Linked DNA regions of Triticum aestivum: region 1 is linked to region 2. The links are chromatin contacts, called in public Hi-C maps. All regions are on one chromosome and are shown on one strand. Each heading gives the region's core, a stretch centred on a gene start, on an enhancer-like site or on the middle of the called end of the contact. The rest is flanking DNA. Distances are from core to core; before and after follow the strand shown.

Region 1 (4,414 bases), core at 767-3,266, 200 kb before region 2:
CAGGAAAGAAAATATGTATACAATTTGACATGAGGAGGGTGGGTCATTGCGTGCATAAAGCTTTGGTTTTATTTTTCTTCAATGGTGAGACTCAGCTATCTTCAAATGCCTGTTTCCCGAGCACTGATAGCAACAGTATCCTTAAGCAAGGGAAAGTAAGATCCAACAGATGATTTTCTGTAAGAAATGCATACCCTTCCCTCTTGAGTGGTTGCGGGGCCAAAAGAAGGTTTATATTTGCCCCACTATAGGCACTGACGTTGACCGCGATTTTCGTCACAAATTATGGACTGAAGTATTTTCGAAGCACAACCGTGTATGACACTGTTAATTCAGCAAAAAAAAAACATATCTGTCGTTGTTCAAGTCTTGTATCTACTCAAGATCATGAAGAGTGGGAGAGTAGTCTTAACAGTGAAAATACCCATCGAGTAGTCTTAAAAGGAAAAAAACCGAGAAAAGAGGCGGCGGCCTCCCCGCGCTCCTAGGCCAGCCCATCTCGGTCTCCCAATCAACGAGGGTTCCTGCGCTCTCACTGGGGAGCTCCTAATCACGAAATCACTACTTAAGGAGCACTCTTTACAAATGTCACCCGCACCTCGTCAAGTTGCGACAAGGGTCGCACTACATGTACGTCAGTTGTCCTAACTTGTGAGTTTTTTTCCCCGTAAATTTGTTTATTCAATATGTTTTCTCTCTTAACCTGTGCGTCCAAATCTTGAACCATTTTCACCCTTGGATTCCTTGCGTTGATATCTTCAAAACTAGATCCAATATTGATTTGTTTCAACAAACATTTTTTTCACTAAAAAAACGGACAAAAAAACCCAAACCGGGGGCACGTTTTGCCATTTCCGAGAGGCACGGCCGTGCCCCTCGCGGAAGAAAATCCGTGCCTCCACGAGAAGTAAACCTATGGCTCTCGTCATAAAAAAACATGTTTTTTTTCTTTTTGCTTGAGGCACGGTCGTGCCTCCACGAGAAGTAAATACGTGCCTCTCGCGACCCTTTCCGAGAGGCACTGTCGCAGAGGAAAATCTGTGCCTATACGAGAAATAAATTCGTGCCTCTCCTGGTAGGAAAGAAAAAAGAAGACGCATTTTTCCTGGTCGTGCTTCTCGCGTAAGCAAATCCGTGCCTCCACGAGAAGTAAATCCATGCCTCTCGCGGAAGGGAAAATAACGCATTTTTGTTTCATTTTTGAGAGGCACGGCCGTGCGTCTCGCAGAACCAAATCCGTGCCTCTACCGGAAGTAAATATGTGCCTCTCATCGTAAGAAAAAAAAGAAAATGTGTTTTCCCCCCTTTTGTGATAGGCACGATTGTATCTCTCATGGAAGCAAATTCGTGCTTCTACGGGAAGTAAATCTGTGCCTCTCATCGTAAGAAAAAAAGAAAATGTGTCTTCCCCCCTTTTATGATAGGCACGGCTGTGTCTCTCGTGGAAGCAAATCCGTGCCTCCACGAGAAGTAAATCCATGCCTCTCGCAGTAGGAAAAAAGAAGATGCTTTTTGCTCAATTTTTTTTGAAACTTTCTTGTAGAAAATCCGAGAAAAACCGAAAACGCATGCAGAAAAAAATTAAAAACAAAATCTGAAGATAGCGCCCAGAGCGCGACATGTGGCGGCGGCTGATAGCGCACCGCGCTCTCAGCCCACCCCAAATGACCCTTGGGGAGGCTGCCGAAGGAGCGCTCTTTTAGCGCCGATTAGCCCACGAAAGGGCACCGCAGAAAATGGTAATAAAAAGCGCGAAAAGGATCCAAAAATTACGCATCCGAGACGAATCGAACACGTGGCGTGCTTTCAGCCCACCCCAAGTGACCCTTGAGGAGCGCTTTTTCAGCCCCGATTAGTTGAAGTGACGCCCGCTACACAGCCAAGTGGGCCCCCACAAAGGGGCACCGCACAAAATGGTAATAAAAAGCGCGAAAAGAATCCGAAAAATTGCGCTCCCGCGACGAATCAAACACACGCCCTGCACTGCCTACAGTTGTTCGGTTAACCACTAATGCATGTCGTTCCAAGTGACTGAATGCGGCGCTAACAATTTTAAAACTATTATAGCCGCTCATACATGATTTTGTTTTAAAAAAATTGAAACTTCACAGAATTCAGAAAAAGGTTATGAACTTGCAGAAAAACGTTGCCTTATTGAAGAAAAGTTCATCAATTTTTAAAAATAGTTCACAAAAATTGAAAAATGCTCACCAAAATTTTGGAAAAAATTTCACCAATTTGAAAAAAGTTCATCAATTTTGAACAAGTTCAAAAATCTGGAAAAGATCATCAATTATTGAAAAAAGTTCATAGATTTTGAATTTTTTTTTGTCAAATATAAAAAGTTCATCGAATTTAAAATAAATTCATCAATTTTTAAAAATAGTTCTCTAAAAGTAATAAAAAGTTCAATGATTTTGAAAAGTAAATTTCTTTACATTTGAATTTTTTTTATCAATTTGGAAAAAGTTCACGCAAAAAAAAAGGAAAACAAAAAAGAAAGGGAAACAAATGCAGAAAACATAGGGTGCATTTTCTATACATAGAAAATTATGAAAATCATAAATCGATGAGGGAAGAAACCAGGAAGAAGAAAGAAACATAAAACGAAAATGGAAAAAAGGAAAAGGAAAGAATAAAAGAAGGAAGAGTTGAAACTTAGCATTTTTTTTAGAACAGTTGAAACTTAGCAGATCGCGCCCCGTGGCGGGGTGGTTATACCAGCGAGCCCCGGGCCCAGCGCGGGGCAGGCCACAATCGCCCTCTCGCTGAGCGGTTGCCTCGCTAAAATCGCCGAACCTGAGTGTCTCCACAGCCCACCAACTCGCGGCCTCTCCTCAACCCCACCGCCGCCGCAGCTGTCGCCGTCGCCGTCGCCGTTGCCCCACCTCGTCGCCGAGCGCTCTACAGGTGAAGGCGACCCCGACTTGCTTCCTGCGACATTGCACTTGCGTCTTCTTTTCCTCTTACGTGATCCAGTTTGGGGTTTGGGCTCCGTGCAGTGCAGGGGAATGGCGCCGGCGCCGGCGCCGCCCAAGACGGGGCTGTTCCTGGGGATCAACAAGGGTCCGGCTTCACCAAGAGCGAGCTCCCGCCCGCCCGTCCGGCCGCAAAGGGGTGAGTTTCATGCTTCCGGAATTTGTTCACTTCTGAATGATGCCCAATTTGCTTACTGTATGTATTACATTAGGCGTGTGAAAACTGAAACGCGACTAGAAATTCAGTTCTTCAGAGACAGAGAGGGTGGGAAAACGCTGAAGCTAGCCAGATCCTAGAGTGCATCTGTTGATGTGCATTTTCGTGACGGTGAAAAGGGATCGTGCAATTATTGGAGTTATCTGTTGATGTGACTTGAGCAACATAGACGGGGCCGTTCCTGGAAATTTCCACACCAATCTGTCTTTTACCTTTCCTGCAAAAAAACAAGAGAATGTGTCGTTTAGCTGCTGCGGGCACGGCGATTTTGTTTTGCCTGCTTCTTGGTGGATGGTGTCAAAATTAGCGAGACAAGCAACGATGTGTGTGGTGGCCATATAGCCTTCTCCGTTAACCACTGTATGCTATATTAAGTGATGCAAACATACAAGTTGTCAGTCTTTGACAGTTTATTTACACACAATGTTCAGGTGCCAGCCTGCAGAACTGGCTTCTATTGTCAATGGGTGCATAACTGTATATTCTTTCTCAAGTCTGATGTTACCGTTTGATTTTAGTCCGTCTGTGCGTGTTATCTCCGGGCCTCAGATTTTACTGTAAATTCTGTGCAAGTATTACCTATATTAGAAGTTTCAAGCAATATTGGTAGTGCAATTCTGTGATGAGATTATTGAAAATGACAGCCTAGTAACATTCTAAAATTGGCACTCTTTCGAACTTGATCAGGGAAGTTTACGGTTTGGCCTCCTTGCAGGGGAACTGAAATGCCGCCGGTGAAGACGGGGCTGTTCATGGGGATCAATAAGGGGCACGTTGTCACCAAGCTCGAGCTCCCGCCCCGCCCGTCCGACCGCAAAGGAATGAGTATTCTGCTTCCGGAATCTGATCAGTTCTTATGTTCAAGCTGCTTCCTTCTCTACATTAGGCGTGTGAAAATTGAAACACAGGTAGAAACTTTCTTCAGAGAGGGTGGAACAACGATGAAGCTAGTCAAATCCTAGAGTGCATCTGTTTATGTGCATGTCGTAACAGTGAAACTGCGTGTAGGGATCGTGCAATTATTGGAGTTATCTGTTGATGTGACTTAACAAACATAGACATGTCACAATGGTTTTCCATGAAATTTCCACACCAATCTATCTTTTAGCTTTCCTGCAAAAAACAAGAGAATATGTCGTTTAGCTGCTGCAGGCGCGGTGATATTGCCTGCTTCTTGGTGGGTGCTGTCAAAACTAGCGAGACAAGCAACGATGTGTGT
Region 2 (4,447 bases), core at 219-2,718:
TGGTGCAAGTAGCTGCCAAAAAAAAGTGCACACAACATGCTAACTAAATTCTTAAAGGCTTACATAACAGGGCAAATGTTCCGGACGACCAAGATAGAAACAATATTTAAATGTTGAACAAAAACGTGACTTTAACTTGGATTTTTAGAAATAAGATATAGCTTCATATCAAGTAATCAGACAATAAGCTGAGACAACCTATCAATATTTTTTTTTTAAACGGGGCACAAAATGCCATACTCATTGACTCAAACAGAGAACAATTACAGTGTGATTTCTCTAATAATTAATGTATGACCCATGAAATAAATACATACTATTAAGCCAAACTAATAATCCTACAGCTACGTATGGATCTAAATGAGGACCATGAAAAACATTCGTAATAAAAGGAACAACTAGATACAAGATCCAAAAGTAGATCCAAAAAAGTTAGCATAAATGATCCTTGCAAAATTTTGAAAATAAGTGTGCAAAATAATAACAGCAGTTGGCAATGAAATGATGACAACTACCTTAGTTAAAAAAATTGCTAGCACACACTGAAGTGTAGTACTGTGGATATTTAGTTCCATTAAAAAAATTACAGGACTTAAGTAAAAGATATTTTGTCCACAATATGAAGTGCAAAATAGAAGCAAGGATCCTGCAGCTATATATGGATCTAAACGGACCACAGCTGAGGACCCTGAAACAATCACAATAAGTGAAGCTGGACACAAGCTTCAAAAGTAGATCCAAGAAAGTTAGCAGGCATATAAAATTATACATGACCAAACCACATCACAGATCTAACCGGTTAGCCGCATAAAGCCACGAGATGCAGCTTAAAATCACCAAAAAAGTAGCATGGTTCGCCTCCAGCGTATAAGTATAGCACATATACGACCGTACACACATCCTAACCGCCGAAACATACTCGGCAGATCTACCGAAGCAGAACAACTCGCACCAAGCGACGGGTCAACGACAAAAACCTCATCGTATTTCGTTCAAGCATACTCAGCGGATCTATCCGAGCAAAAACCTCGCGACAAGCGACGGGTCAACGACGCGCGCATCTAACAGCAAAACCAACCATACAAGCAGATCTGGACAGACAGAGTGAGGAAGGGGAAGCGGGGGTGGTGCCTCACCGAAGACGGTGTTGATGGGGTTCATGGCGACCTGGTTCTTGGCGGCATCGCCGATGAGGCGCTCCGAGTCGGTGAAGGCGACGTACGAGGGCGTGGTGCGGTTGCCCTGGTCGTTGGCGATGATCTCGACCCGGTCGTGCTGCCACACGCCGACGCACGAGTAGGTGGTGCCGAGGTCGATGCCGATGGCCGGCCCCTCGCCCTTGGTCGGCGCCATGGCTCTAGCTAGATCGAGAAGATGGAAGCTAAGCTTGGAGCTAGGGTTAGGGTTTGTGGAGCCTTTGCGCAGCTGCTGGCGGCGGCTGCTGCGGACTCGGGAGAGGAGGAGGCAGCGAGGAGCGGGGCCGCTATTTATACAGGAGCGGCTGTCTGAACCGGCGGAGGCGTGGCCCATACACAGCCCAGCAAGCATCGGGTGGGGCCCGGCTGGCAGAGTTCAGCGCCATAAATGCAGTGCTACTTTGAACCCTAACCATCGTACGTGATGGTTTCGTAGTTTCTGTCGCTGCGGATGGGTCCCGCGGTTTTGAAGGTTCGTGTGGGTCCGTGTTGCGGTGTCACGGGGTGGAGGTGGGGGAGTCGCTGGATTGTTTTGCAGATTCTAGCGTGTCGCGGGAGGGCAGGGGGCGTGTCCGTTGGGAACCCGTGTGTGTCTCTAGTGGGAAAGCGTCTTCGGTCGGCGGTGGGCGTCACGATCTTGGCCGGACTATTCTGCGCGCCCCGGAGACGTTGGATGGTGATCGGATGGTTTGCAACTTCGGACCAGCCCGAAATATCTGTTTGTGTACGTGGATGTGATGGTTCAGTATCAGATCTGAGAAAAGTGAACCTCCCACGAAGCAGACTCGAGAAGCTTCCGGCGATGTATTATTTGTACCAAGTGACCCCTTCGAAAAACTTAATCTATCCACTAGCCCAAAAAAACTTACGAAAAGGCTCAGATTTTTAGGGGTTGGGTGCGAACGTCTTCATAGCCGTCTGATTAGCCGCACAAATCCTACAGCAAGCCTCCTCGCCACGTCACTAGTCGCGGTCCGTTCGCTTGGAGTTGTGGTGGAGGCTGTTTAAGAACGAATTAGGATCACAGTTTATATACAAGCAGAACGGACGCGATTGAAAGGACCCGTCCGTCGTGCGGGCGTGGGAGAACCGTCGCGTCGGTTGCCTGGCAATCCGCACGATCGGTTTGTACAAAGGAGGATTATCCCTAATTACTGAATTAAATTAATCCTAACAGAGGCAAACCATTTTCGCGCAGATAGAGACGTCCCCAGCCCACTTCCTCCGTGTTCTCCTTTCCCCCATTCCACTCTTCCAACCCACCGTGACGGCTCGTGTTCCAACAATCCCATCAGATCCTTGGCGAGGGTACATCGGCATCCGACCTTAGAAGCAAGGCATGGGGGTGCCTGTACCCATTGGGAAACCGTGGAGGTGCTCATGCGCGTGCGCCGTCTCCATCAACCCCTCGACGGTGGAGGGCGGTGGTAGGACTCATGCATCGGATCCGGCGGACGGCGTTGTGTCAACAGTGGTCGAGCGAGCGATGAGGGCATGGTGGTGGCCGTTTACCGTGCCGAAGGTGTTAGGGGTCCCTGTGCCGATCTTTCAAGCCGAATGAGGTGCTCGTGTGCGCGCCCCTCGTCGCGGGGTCGACGGCCTGGCTGTGTCAATCGCTCCTCCGCCGCCCAGATGTAGAGGTGATCGTGGGATCCACTAGAGGTCAGTGCCATGGCCGTGGGATCCGTGACGGGGTCGTCCGCCAGGTGTCAGGTCTAGCAGAGGCGAGACCGCAACCACGGGAGGATGGGTCTGCGTCGACGACGACCACCACCATGTATCTGCCACTCCCCCAACACAGTGGCGACGACCACGAGCTCGCATCCACCTCCTGCAGGGATCCAACCTAAGCATGGTTGCAGCAGCTCTCAAAAGCTCGTTCGGGTAAAATGAGAGTACATCAAAGGAGGATGAGGACTAGGACCCCAACTTGAGCTCGACCACCACCGCGACGCACTACACAAGGCCCCGGTGTTGGCTCCATTCTCTGCAGGTAGCACCTCACCCAACCTTTTTGCTCCATTTTTCAGTTTATTTACTTCAAATTGCCATGCACTGATCCAGAAATGCTTGGTATACTAAAAATACCTTACAAATTTTAATTGACATGTTTTGTGTCTTCATTTATATACTAAAAATATCTTACAAATTTTAATCGACATTTTCTTGCCACCATGTATGTACATATGGAAATTTGCCATGACCTTTTATTTTGGTCATTGCAAAAAGAAAACTTTTTACCATGGCAAATTTCTGCTTTTAAAGATGATGCCATTTTTTTGGTTTGAACTAAACCTGATCATACCCTGGGGTGGGTCAGTTTTCAGGTCGGGATTGTCAAAGCCCGAGGCAACAACCCCAAGCTCGACCCGGCCCGGCCCGAAACACATGAACAGTGGCATTTTTAATTAAAATAATTATATTTTGGTTATTTAAAAATATAAATACCTATATTTTGAATAAAATATACATTTATTGCTAGTCCGGGCTTTAATGCTACTGGGCTTTATTTTTCCTTTTTATTTTCTACAGAAAAAGGCTTGTAGGGCCGATGAGGGAGGGTGTTCCCGCAGTGGGGGTTCTCCTGTCGAACAAATTCGTTCAATGGATCTTCCTCTCCCCTAGTAGCGAACGGAACGTTCGCTCCAGCGAGGCAACAAATATGACGTTCTTGCCATATTGGGGTCTTTTTATATGGGTCTTTGCATACATATATGCCTCCTAACAGCATCGACATCATGGCGATGGAATAAATCCCTCCGACCTCTTCCTAGCCTCGGCGTTGTTCGCTCTGAGACCGGTGACAACCTCGTAAGGGCATGGTCACGTCAATTTGGGAAGCCAAATCTATGGGGCGACGTGATCATTAGTGATGACGGGGATAATCAAGCCATTTATTAGATCTGGGTGACTGTCAAGGTGGTGATGGAGTGCCTCCTCTCTTCGTCAAGCATCAGATGGGTGTGTTCTTGCTTCGTGTTGGTGGGTTATGTGGAACACTTTCAACAACTTGTTCACAGGGTGCGTCTGTACGCCCTGGCCCTGGTCGACACTCTTCCAACGTGTGCTTTCTCCTGCATCTCCCGACAGGTTCCTATTGCAGTTTATGGAGCCCATGGTGACGTTCCCCGCAAAAAAAAATGTAGCCCATGGTGACGAGTGTTATTGGTGGACTTTCTCATGTGGTATTTGCAACAACTCCATTCATACGCCCCAGTGGTGAGATCGACGACATTCTTCGCCGGCTGGAC

Evidence for each region. Hi-C and Micro-C count contacts between places; a contact is called where the count stands out from the background.
Region 1: a Hi-C map of leaf shows a contact between it and region 2, with 2.8 times the contacts expected there. The contact joins the promoter of LOC123121112 here to the promoter of LOC123123493 in region 2. A contact is called at or near these places in 3 of 5 Hi-C or Micro-C datasets (all in leaf) and 1 of 1 datasets of contacts at active chromatin or transcription factors (leaf).

What each region holds. Positions count from the first base shown.
Region 1 is chr5D:529,249,607-529,254,020 of IWGSC CS RefSeq v2.1, reverse strand. It overlaps LOC123121112, which reads left to right and starts at 2,016. Exons shown (of 7, transcript XM_044541043.1): 1 at 2,016-2,027; 2 at 2,694-2,910; 3 at 3,003-3,117; 4 at 3,911-4,103. The coding sequence starts at 2,016.
Region 2 is chr5D:529,053,949-529,058,395 of IWGSC CS RefSeq v2.1, reverse strand. It overlaps LOC123123493 (heat shock cognate 70 kDa protein 2), which reads right to left and starts at 1,468. Exons shown (of 2, transcript XM_044544010.1): 1 at 1,137-1,468. The coding sequence starts at 1,353.